Regions from separate parts of the Urocitellus parryii genome. Here region 2 is linked to region 1. Evidence: chromatin contacts called from public Hi-C data. All regions are on one chromosome and are shown on one strand. Each heading gives the region's core, a stretch centred on a gene start, on an enhancer-like site or on the middle of the called end of the contact. The rest is flanking DNA. Distances are from core to core; before and after follow the strand shown. Region 1 holds the start of C1H5orf47 (chromosome 1 C5orf47 homolog). Region 2 holds the start of Bod1 (biorientation of chromosomes in cell division 1).

Evidence for each region. Hi-C and Micro-C count contacts between places; a contact is called where the count stands out from the background.
Region 2: a Hi-C map of muscle shows a contact between it and region 1, with 4 times the contacts expected there. The contact joins the promoter of Bod1 here to the promoter of C1H5orf47 in region 1. A contact is called at or near these places in 2 of 2 Hi-C or Micro-C datasets (liver and muscle).

The regions. Positions count from the first base shown.
Region 1 is chr1:162,734,293-162,740,218 of mUroPar1.hap1, reverse strand. C1H5orf47 (chromosome 1 C5orf47 homolog) reads left to right here and starts at 1,958. Exons shown (of 6, transcript XM_026414796.2): 1 at 1,958-2,249; 2 at 2,557-2,670. The coding sequence starts at 1,958.
Region 2 is chr1:163,028,950-163,035,106 of mUroPar1.hap1, reverse strand. It overlaps Bod1 (biorientation of chromosomes in cell division 1), which reads right to left and starts at 3,641. Exons shown (of 4, transcript XM_026414800.2): 1 at 3,224-3,641. The coding sequence starts at 3,442.

The sequences.
Region 1 (5,926 bases), core at 709-3,208:
TAATAAAGGGAGCTCATGTGGATCTGGCTTCTGTTACTGTTAAAACGCCTAAAATCATCAACTTAGAAAGACAAGAGGGTTGTTTTGGTCCATAGTTTTAAAGGTTTCCATCCAAGGTCAGGGGTCACACTGCTTTTGGACCTGTGGTGGGGAAGAGTGGAGTGGAGTCACCCACCCTAGGCTGGGATGTGATGATGAGAAAGGGGCTGGGCCCACCGTTCTTCCAGAACACACCCCCAATTACAGAAAACCCTGCACTGGCCACACCTCCCAGAGGTTCGGCCACCTCCCAAGGACATCTTACTGGGGACCAAGACTTTAACACTAGGGCCTTTCGGAAAGGTCCAGACCCAAACTCTAGCAGGGCTTATTAACAGATTAGATAGTTTTGAAGAAGAGACTAGTTAACTGGTGCACAACCAGTAGAAAATAACCAGACCCTAGCGGTGAGTGGAACAAGCACAGACGCCTCGCAGAGGGGCGTGAGAGATACACAAAGCAGAGTGTCAAGACCGAATGTGTGTAGCAGGACCTTAGAAGAGGAGAGAGCAAAGCAGCAATGGGTAACCAAGCAACGGCCTAGAACTGGGCAGCTCCAACAAAGGGTTTCCGAAGCACCATAAAGCCCAAGCAGAGCAATGCCAAGAAAACCTCTTCCAGCCCATCACAGTGACACCTCCAAAAGCAGAGGCACAAGGTTAATCTGCAAAAGAGGCAGAGAGAGAAAAAAGATGCCTGACCTGAAACAGGTAGTGCTGAGTCCTCAACAGAAACAGATGGTCCCCGACTGAACATTCTTCCATGTAGAATTCTTCAACTTTATAATGGTGCAAACTCAACAGATGGCCGGCGGAAACCACTCTGAATTCTGGTCTTCTCTTGCCCCAGCCGTGTGAGGTGTGGACCACGCATGGTCAGGATGAACTGCCGTGCTCCAGGGCACAGTGTGTTGCTGGGCCATGATGCCTGGTGGTCCAGATGACAGGATTAAGTGCTTTTTTGACTTAAGATATTTTCAACATATAATGGGTTTAACGGGGTGTAAGGGTAACCCCATCATGAGTCAAGAGACATCTTTACCAGAAACCAGAAAATCGTAGCTTCAAGGTGTTGAAAGAAAATAATGGCTACCTTGGATTCAATGTGCAGCAAAACATTCTTTAAAAATTCAGTTAAAAATATGTATTAGATAAAATCTAAGCTAACTCATCACCAGTAGGATCATACTAAAGTGAAAACTAAGGTGGCGTTCGAGTCAGCTTTGGTCACAATGACAAATATCTGGGGTGAACAACTTAAAATGAAGAGTTTTTTTGCCTCCTGGGTACAGAGGTTTCAGTCTGTGGTCCCCGGACCATCGCTTTGGGGCCTGTGGTAAGGCAGAACATCACGTGGGGAGTCTGTGATGAAGCTGAGCTGCTCACCTCAGGTGTCCAGGAAGCAGAGCAAGCAAGAGGAGTTAGGGTCCATTATCCTCTTCTAGGGCACGCCCCTAGGACCAGACCGCCTTCCCTGAGGCCCCATTTCTTAAAGGCCTCACCCCTAACAGTGCCACTGGCTGGCAAGCAAGCCTTTAGTACAGAAGCCTTTGGGAGCATTAAGGTGGCTCTTCAGGCACAGGGAAAATGACCCCACTGGAAAGCGTGGACAGGTGAAAGGCACTGTGAGGGGTGAGAGGTCAGTGAACCCAGGCGAATGCTGGCCATATGAAGTGATAGCCTTTCTGCCCCACTCCCTCCTACCCCTGCAATGATCTTGCCTTGCTCGCCCAATGGTTCCGCCCCCCAGCATTGGCCCCGCCCACCTGTGCAGCACTCTGAGGCCCAACACAGAGGAACCCCCTCTGCTTTCCACCCCCAGCGGCCCCGCCCCAGCCCTGCAGTGACCCCGCCCACTCCCCCACAGAGGACCGCCCTCCCCTGCCTACCCCCACCCCCGGGCCGCGCGACGGAGTAAGATGGCGCCAGCGGGCCGCGGGGAGCGGCGGGCTCCAGCGCGCTTCGTCTACGTGACCCGCTTCGGCTCGCACCAGTGTGGCTGCGTGTTGCAGCTAGGTGGTCCTCGGGCTTCCGGCCGCGGATGGTCAAGGCCCGAGACCCGCGGCGGCCCAAAAGAGCCGCGGGAGGCGGCGGCGGGGTCCCTGAGCGGCGGCGAGCTGCCCGCGGGTCTCGGGCGCAGGGTCCCCGCCGGCCGGGCCGGCAGCTCCCGGCTTCGGGCGTCTAATGCGCCAGGCCGCCACGGCCCTGCAGGTGGCTTGGCGGGAGCGCGCGGGCGGGCGGGCGGGCTCCTTGGCGCCGCCACGTGCCGTGGCGGTCATTTCCTGTCAGCGCGGCGGTCACTTCCTGTCCCTGCTGCTGCGAGCCATTTTGCCAGGCATCCGCCCCTCAGCCTCCTGCCAGTTCCCCTGTCCCCCGTCCTGTGGGTCCTTCGCCTCCCCGGCGGTCCTGCGGGCCGACTGCTCGCTCTGTCCACTCACTTCCCCGCCGTGGTTCTGTCAGCCAGCGCGCGGTGACCCTCGTGTCGGCCCTCCTGGCAGCCAGCCTTCCTGTGGCTTAGCTCTGCCGGTCACTCGCCCGTCAGCCAGCCCTCGCGGCAACCATCCCTCGGGTCCCCATCCCCGGGTGACTCAGTGGCTCGGTCGGTCTGGAACCCGCAAGGCCGCCGGCAGGGGTCTGGGCCCGCGGTGCCGCCCTGCGCCACAGGCGCGCCCCTGGCCCCTACTTTTTGGAGATATGCTGTCCCCTCCTCTTGACGAGTTACCTCGTATTCAGTCTGTTTTAAAAAGCTACAATTTTGATTAACTGATAGATATTTTGTTTTTAGTCTCTTCATCATTAGTTTCAGCACACCTGTATTTCTTTTCCTCTTATTTCCTTAGGGTTTCTTTGTTCTTTTAATGGATTTTTTTTTAAGTAGGAGATTTCAGTGATAGTGAATTTTTAAAATCACTATTTAAATATTTCCCTTAGATTCTAATATATATTGTTTCCATTGTCACTTTTTAAAAGTATCCATTAAATACTTATACCTCACTCTCCGTGGGGAATAAAGATGAATTATTTATCCATCCAGTAGCATTGTTTTAGCATCTATCACACTGTGGTGGGCACTTGGCTAGTGACAAAGATGGGTCATATATTCTGCACTTGAAGGACTTATACGTGAATTATGAGGATTTATGCTAGTAGCTGTGAGTGCTGGCAGAGGGATCTCAACCAGGCTTTGATAATCAAGTTCAAAGAAAGAAGAGGCATAGAGGCAGAAAATCAAGGCAACTGAATAGAAAAGTTTCTAATGGGACAATAGAAATCCTCAGGCTTTGAAGTCAGAAGACAACCTTGGCTTTGTCTTTTATTAGTAGGGTAATACTGGTTGTGTTTGTAACTACTCTGATCCACAATTTTTGTATCTGTAAAATGCAGTTAATATTTCCTACCTAAGTGAAATAATGCATGACAAATGCCTGGCACACAATAAATGCCCTGACTATGTGGACACATAGAGCAGAGAAAGCTAGAAGGCAACAGGTGACTAGTCCAGTGTCTAGTATATGGTAGGTACATACCCATATTTATTGCATAAATGAAAAATAAGTTTTGGATCAGATTGTGGAATGTTTGTCATTTTATCATCATTAAAGATTTTTGCATGATGGAGTAAAGTTATCAGGGACAAATTTATTTCTGGAAGATAAATCTGTTAACTGTAAGATATACAGGAGTTCAGAGATCCAGGAACAGTGAGATCAGGCAATCTTCTAACATTTTTTTTTTCTTTTCTTTTTTTTGGAACCAGGAACTGAACCCAGGTGTAACCTCTGAGCTACTTTTATAATTTATTTTTATTTTGAGGCAGGGTTTCATTAAATTGCTTAGGGCCTCACCAAGTTGCTATAGCTACCTTTGAACTTGTGATCCTCCTGCCATAGCCTCCCAAGTCACTGAGATTACAGGTGTGTGCCACGGCACCTGGCCTAACATTCCAGAGAAGATTAATAAATCAGGCTGGCTTCTTGTCTACACAAAGTTTGGGAGATATATCCATAAGTTATAAATAATAGAGGATTGAATTCTATTGTGGAAGTGCTATACTATTTTGGAAGTGCTGAATAACTTGGGGGTGAGAGAATCAAGGACAGCTTCATGGTGGTGGAAGTTCCTTATGATATCCATGTGGAGCTGAGATAGGGGCAAAGGACACTTGGGAGGAAATGTGGACAAGTTATTGAATATGAATCAGCAATGGGCAGTAATTAGGTAAAACTTTAAATACAGTTTGGATGGAGTGTGTAGAAAGAGGAGTAGAGAAAGGTTTGATAGACAAGTTGGGGCAAAAATCCATGGTGTACACTGGAGTTAGCCTCAGTGTGGTACAAAAAAATAAGTGGAAGAAATATTTTTGCCTGTTTTGCACATTCTCTCTTTTGCTGTTTTTTGAGACAGGGTCTCAACTAAGTTGTTTCTTGGGGCCTCACTAAACTGCTGAGGCTGGTCTTGAACTTGCAATCCTTGTGGCTCAATCTCCTGAGCTGATGGGATCATAGACATGTACCAACATGCCAGGCTACATTTCTTACTATGCCTTAGATCTGCAAGTAATTACAGACACACTTGATGGCTCCTATCCTAGCCTCAAGAAGTATAGGCATAGGCTGGATAACACTTAATGGAAATGATGCAAATATAATGTTCTAAATATTGAAAGCATTTAGAAGAAAGATTAAACATGGGAATGTTAAGAGCAGAGTTTCCCAAACTTAATTTTCTATGTCATATCTGTATTATCATCTATACCGTTATTTAATACGTTTATTTAAATAAGTACATGTTCCTTCTTAATTAAATTTGTTTTTAGAACACCTTACATCATTACCGAACTGGAAAACCTATACTATTTGCCATAAATAGAAATTTATTAAAAATAAATCTAGGGCTGGGGATGTGGCTCAAGCGGTAGCGTGCTCGCCTGGCATGCGTGCTGCCCGGGTTCGATCCTCAGCACCACATACCAACAAAGATGTTGTGTCCGCCGAGAACTAAAAAATAAATATTAAAAAAAAAAATCTTTAAAAAAAAATTAAATAAATAAATCTAATAAAGACCAAAAAAAGAATTCTAGCTAAGTAGGTTGTCTATGTTCATAAAAGGAAGTTTTCAAGACTTAGAGAAGTCTAAATGGCATGCTTGTGCCAAACTCAGACCTCCTCCTTGATATAATTAAGAGATTGAAAAGGAATTGGGAAGGTGATGTTTCTCACTGTGTGAATTATTGTCCTTTAGTACTGTGTCTGTGCCTCACCTATATCAGTGACATGTACCTCACCAGTTGGAAAGTGTCATTTTAGAGCTTATTTTAGTTCATTCAACAAATGGAACAGAATTAGAAACTGAATCTCTAGGGAAGAATAAATAATCAAGTAAATAATGTGATAAATCCTGTGTAACTGAGCATTAGTGGCTTTGTAAGATCAGAGACTGGGTCCTGCAAAGCTAACTATGAAATGTGTAGAAAAGATTCAGGTGGAGTGATGGTGGGTCAGGACGGAAATGGGAAAGGCTAGGGGACGCTGTAGATAAGGAGAGCAAATGCAAAGGCTTTTAGGGAACACACATTGTCTATGATTTGTCTTTGGACACAAGTCCTTTGGTTTTCTTCTGTTAACTTTGGGAAGGCCACAATGCTGGTTCAGTGAGTGGAGTCAGTAAGCTTATTCATTCTGTAAAACCTCCCCCAACTTAGCCAATTTTTCAACTTTATGATACCTTGGTAGTTTATGATAACATGGTAGGGCACTTGCAAGTGCTGCTGGACAGTAACAGGGAGCTATGGCTCTCAGTCAATTGTGGTAAACAGGTACCCTACCATGTACTGTATTGCCAGTGTTTTTGCATCCCATCGTGATAATGAAACATCCATCTCTGTGTGT
Region 2 (6,157 bases), core at 2,392-4,891, 290 kb before region 1:
TGGGGAGGCCAGGTGCCGGCCACCAAAGAGCTGGAGGCACACCTACTGGTCACATGTTCCAGACACAGCTATGTCAGCAGAACAAAACTACCCAGCTGCCCGCTGAGCGCAAGGAATGTGCATTCTGAGCCTGAGAGCTTGGGGGGCTGTCAGCTGCTGTCTCCAGAGCAGGCTGGTGGCGTGGACGGCTGCCGGACCCCACTCCTCACGCCCTCACTGGCAGGAAGGGAATATTTCCTTGCCCCAGCGATGCTCATCTTGGCAATATAGAGCTCCGGCCAGGGGAGTGTTGGCACGAGGCCTTAACTATGATTGTGCTGTCTGACCTGGCTCTGCTCTGACGGCCCATTTGAAGGCACACAGCCCACCCCACAGCCAGGGGCCTCGAGTGCACACACATGCAGCAGCCCAACCCCAACCTATAGCCTGGACCCAAGCCCAGATAACCCACAGCCATGCCACCCAGCTGACGTCTATCTAACTGGATCAGCCGAGCTCTGCTTGACCCTCAGCCCTAAAAGCTGAGAACAAACACTTGGTAGAATCCAGACACTGTTTGTTATGCAGCATGACTGGCAATTTTGCTAACAGCCAGGGAAATGAGACTGCCCAAGGAACCACTGGGCTTCAACTCCATGAGCGGACTCTTCCAAAGGCCAAGAGGGCAGGGGACTGTGGGGAGGACCAAGCAGCTCCTTTTACCAGGAGCCATCTTCTCTTCACAAGGGGAGCAGGGGCCAAGTGTCCTGGCCACACTAAGACAACGCAGGCACCCTCTGCCATCCTCAGAACCGCAGTCCTCTCCCCCCAGAGAAGCAGCTGTGTGTCATCAAGGGATCCTAATAACCAAAGGGATGATCCCACTCTGCAGGGAGAGTCAGACAAAATAGGGAGAAAGACATGGTGCCAGGGGAGAACCCCCTCCTGGCAGTTCATTTAATCCCTCCTTGGATCCCTTGAGACAACAGATAGCCCCTGCTGGAAGGAGTCACAATTAGATTTGTCAACTTGTAACCATGAATCCCTGTATTATACCCTCTACCACTCAAAATAACTTGCCTGATTTGAGATAAAAGCTGTTCACTGAAAAGACAGTACAAGGACCAAGGACCATCGTCCTCTTGAAAGACCCCAGCCCAACAACGTCAGGCCTAGTTGCAAAACCACCGAGGCATGTCACAAACCTACGCAGGCACCAGAGGTGTTTTTCAGATAATTAGTTAGGTCCCAAGGCATGCCTGAATAAGCAGGAACAAGAGGACCAGAGTGCAAACATGTAGCTTTTATGTTTTTTCCAGTAACATAAAGTGAAAAACTTTGCCCTTTAGGTAGCCTATATGCTGGGTTTAAAATTAACTACTAAGAAACCTATTGCTTCCCCCGCGTGAAGACTGCCCCTTTACCCTATAAAAATCTCTGTATCCCCAAGCCCGGTGTGCCAGCTCACCAAAGCTCCGGCTGAGGTTCTGCTGGGCACCCACAGGCGCCTGTGTCCCAATAAACAAACCTCTTGCTTTTTGCAGCCAGTGTTTCGTGTGATTCTCCTTGGACAGGGAAACGGGGGTCTTTTCACTCTAACCTTAACAAACCCTGATAATACAGACTGATCCCTTCAGTTCAAGAATTCAAAACACCTGCCAACATTCTACGTACTACCTATCTCTAGAAAGAGGATACCACCTGTCTGCCCTTCTATTTAATCATATTTTGGAAGCTCTAAAAAGCACACTATAGACATCACTTGTTCACTTTCCTCTAAATATGCCAGCAGTCCGGTGGCCTAAGAATTTGCCTTCCTAACAAGTTCCCAGGTGAAGTTGCTGTTGCTAATCCAAGAATCACACTTTGCAAATCATGGGACTAAAGCACCAAATCTCAGATCAAATCCGCCTGAAAACACGTTATGATCAAGAATGAAAACAACCTGGTAACTCCCACAACTGCAGCTAAGGAGATAAAAGTGGAGAAGGCTCCAATGGCCCTCCCAACACCCTTCTCAATTCTTTGTTGTTTATTTTAAAATCACAGGTTTTGTTTGTTGTTGTTGTTTTGGTACTAGACAGTGAACCTAGGGGCATTTTTACCACTGAGCTATACCCCCAGACTTTAGTTTTTGAGACAGGGTCTTATTAAGTTACTTAGGATCTCACTGTATTTGCTGAAGCTGGCCTTGAATTTACAATCCTCCTGCCTCAGCCTCCTGATTGCCTGGGATTACAGGTGTGTATACCACCTCAACATGTGTACTTTTTGTGTGTGTGTGTAGTTGTAGACGGACAGAATGCCTTTATTTTGTGTATTTTTTTAAAGTGGTGCTGAGGATTGAACCCAGTGCCTCACATATGCTAGGCAAGCCCTCTACCACTGAGGCCCTACATGTGTGTACTTTTAAGACATGAACAGAGAACTTGTGCCAGGATGTTGAGAACAGTCTTGGGAAAGGTGGAAAGCTCTGTAATTGTTTTTCTAATAAAGAAAATTATATATTTTGTTTCAAAGACAGCATTTGCACTGGGGTTCTGGGTTCTTTATCCTGCAAGAGTGTAACAGTACACACCTTTGCCATACATAAACTAGCTGGTTCATGTGTGTTTTCTATGCTGGCAGAAAGGTAGGTGCTGGGGTAGTAACTAACTCTTGTTTTCACATAACTCAGCACATTACAAGCATAAATGCTCAGTGTCTAGACTAGCTCTTCCCTTACCTGTGGGGCCCGATTTTAACCTCACAATCTTGCTATGAGGTAGGCAAGAGATTTCTAAGACAAACTCAAAAAACCACTACTCTGAGCAGCCCAGTCGGTAACAGCCTCCTAGCCCTACCTGCTTAGTCTTGCTAGAATAATTTTGAAGAGAAACTAATCATCCCAGCAACCATTACATGTCTGACACTTAAACACACGTTACTTCGTTAAACTCAAACAACCTGGCACCTATGTAAGTGACGCTTCCTTTTACTGGGCGGGTGGCAAATGACCTTACCAGCTAAAAGAGGCACCAAACCCCTTTTGACCGGTGACGGTCTACAAAGCTCGGGTGCTGCTGCTACAACGTATCTAATCTAACCGCTCACAAGTCTGCACATCGCTGAGCGGAGGAACAGCAGTACCGGCACGCGGGTGGCCGTGCGCTCCGGCGGCCGGCGAGCCGGGCGCGGCTAAGGGAACCGGGGCAGCCCCGCAAGGCCCGGCGTGGGCTCAGGCGGGTCGCACGCGCGCTCCCACCTTGGTGTCCACGTCCGCCAGGCAGTCCCGGCGGAAGCTGTCAAACAGGCCGCGGCTCTTGAGCTGCTCCACGATGAGTGCGATAAGCTGCGGGTCGCCCGGCGGCAGCGAGGCGGGGTTGCTGGGGCCGCCGCTCCCGCCCGCCCCGGCCGCAGCCCCTGCCGAGGCCGGGCCCGCACCGCCGCCGCCCCCCGCGCCCGCGCCGCCGCCGTCCGCCATGCCTGCGCCCCGCGCCCGAGTGCGGCTCCTGCTCTGGGTCTGAGAGCCTGCGTTGTGCACTGGAAGCGGAGAACCCCACGGAGGCAGCGGCGGTGGCGACGGAGGTGGGGACGGCGGCGGCGGAGATGGCGGCGGTGGTGGTGGCGGTGGTGGAGGAGGCGGCGGCAGGTCGGGAGGCGGCGGGGGCAGAAACCGCCCGCTTGGCCTCTGGCGCGCTGCTGATGGCGTCACCGGTGACCATTGCATTGTGGGACAGCTGGTTTTCCCGCGGCCTTCCCCGGCTGTTTTTATAGGTAGAGGCCTGGCCGGTGTAAACTACAACTCCCGGCAGGCTTCGGGCCCGCTCGCGCTCATGGGGCAGCATGGGAGTTGTAGGCTCCGCCCGCCCGCTGCACCACACCTGCTGGTCATAAGAGTCCTCTGCTGGGCTTATGATTGTGATTCAGTATTTCTTGATAGGTGCCTAGGAATCTGTGCTTTTGACCTTCACTCCAGCGTCATCCTTGAACAATATAATGTGGAAAATAATGGATTAGTGATATGTTACGATTCAAAAAATTGTGTGTCCCCCTTCTGATTTTAATAGTAATGCATACCCATTTTATAAAATCGAAGAATAACAGAAAAATGTGAAAAGTAGAATAAAAGTCGCCCTTAAGTCTCTCTTAATTCTTCAAAATATTAAATACTTTAAATATTGCTGGTAAGACACTAATAATGAGTATCTGGAATGTGCAGGCATGAAGCTGTATACTTTTAGTGAGAAACTGATGTGACTATTTTTGAGAAACCAGCTTCTACCTCAAGGCCTGTCCAGAGGGAGAGGGCATAGGACTTCTTGTCCTTGGAAAAACCCACAGAACTGCTCCTAGGCACATACCCACCCTGCTCAGTTGTTTAACTAGAGGGATCTGGGGTGCCAAGTGTCCCTGACTCAATTGGGCTAGGTGAGGACCCATAGCAACCATCAATCAGCATGAGACAGGGAAAATATGGAAATGCCAGGTGACCCTCCCAGTAGTTTCAGTGATTGATAATGAAGCCAGATTTAAAATTAGGTAGTCAGTGTAGTTAGGTAAATTGAGTCTAATATGGAGTGAAATCTAAAATGGAGGCCATGTTGAGAATGAATTTCCGGAAAAGCTGAGGAATGTTGATGAAGCCCAGGAAACAGCCCCCAACAGATTTGGAGATAGCCCATCCCAAAGAAATGTTAATGAACAGCAAACTTGACAGCAAAAGTGCCCAGATTACTTCTTTGGCCCACCTGTGTCCCAACCCTTCCTACCTACGTTCCATCACCAAAAACTATAAAAAGGGGAAGGGATTCCACCCTGTCCTTTAATAAACTTCTAATTTTCCACTCTGACCTTGCCTCAGCGTGCTTCTCTGGTGTTATTTTTCAACATTGGGGAAGCAAGGACTCGTCACTGGTAACAATAACATGATTAGGCAACCCTGCAGTTTAGTGTATACATTCTTGCAACTCCTCCAGGCCTAAACCAATCAATTCAAATGTATCCACCACTTGAACTAACCAATCACCCTTACCCAACTTGTTCCCGCCAGTGAATTTGCTAATCCATGTTAAGAGTTGTTGTTTGATTTTCCCGCGGTATGAAATGATTTGCTGTGTGATGTTGTGACACATAGAGTATCCCCCCAAAACCTATAAATCCTCACCGAACTAAGGGTTGTAAGAGACCAGCGAAGCGTCGGAGGAAGAGACCACCAAGAGACCACTCATGCAATTGGCAGAAGGGGATTTATTGATCCAGCATGCTGGGGCTCCGTGCCCACTCAAGAAGGGAGAGCAGCCCAGAGCCCCGGGCAGGGGTTGAGCAGTGCTTAAGTACACTTTTTGGGGAGTGCAGGGACTTTACACACATCACAGTCTCCTTTAACAAATCACCATACACTCAGGTTTTGGGTGTAGCGGAGGGACTTAACAATACCTGGTCCTTCACTTTTTAACTCAGGCCTTGCAGCTTAGAAACTTTACAATGCCCGGTCTTTTACACTTTAACTTCAATTTCTTTTAGTCTTACAGGGTCAGGACACACTCCTCAGGACCGCTGCTTCAGAAACGGTTGTGAGTCCAGGCTCGAGCTTGCAATAAAGACCCTTGTGTGATTGCATCACATTCGGTTCCTGGAGGTCTATTGGGGTCCCACGAATCTGGCATTACATCAGCACACTGCTTCACAGGTATCCGAAAGGAGGTACTAGGTTTCTGGGTTTTTTCACAGATGCAGAAATAGAGGCTCAGGAGAGTTCCTTACCCTCATCATATACCTAGAAGTGAAAGAATAGGATTTGAACCCAGGTTTCCTGAGTTCAGATTCTGCATGTTTAACCAAAAACATACTACATCCCCAGAGCTAGGTAGTGAAGCAAGAACAAAGTGTAGGCAGTGGAGATAGAAGGGGGTGGGGAAGGTGGAAGCTGATTTAAAGGAAATGGAACCTTAATATCTTCAGGACACATCCCCCAGTGGACGAAGTCACCTACCTCTGGGGTATTGAAATGCTAATACCTCCAGAGCCCTTCCCCCAGCTCAACCTGTTGTCAGGTGACCTGCTTCCAGGGAATTGTTTCTCCCAACTCGGGTGGCTAAAGAGCTTCCTGGGCTGCTCCCTTGGGGCCTGAACCCCTGGGCAGCTTCATTCCTGCCCTTGGCCCACCTTTTGTTCAGGAGTAAATTTTGGTCTTGGG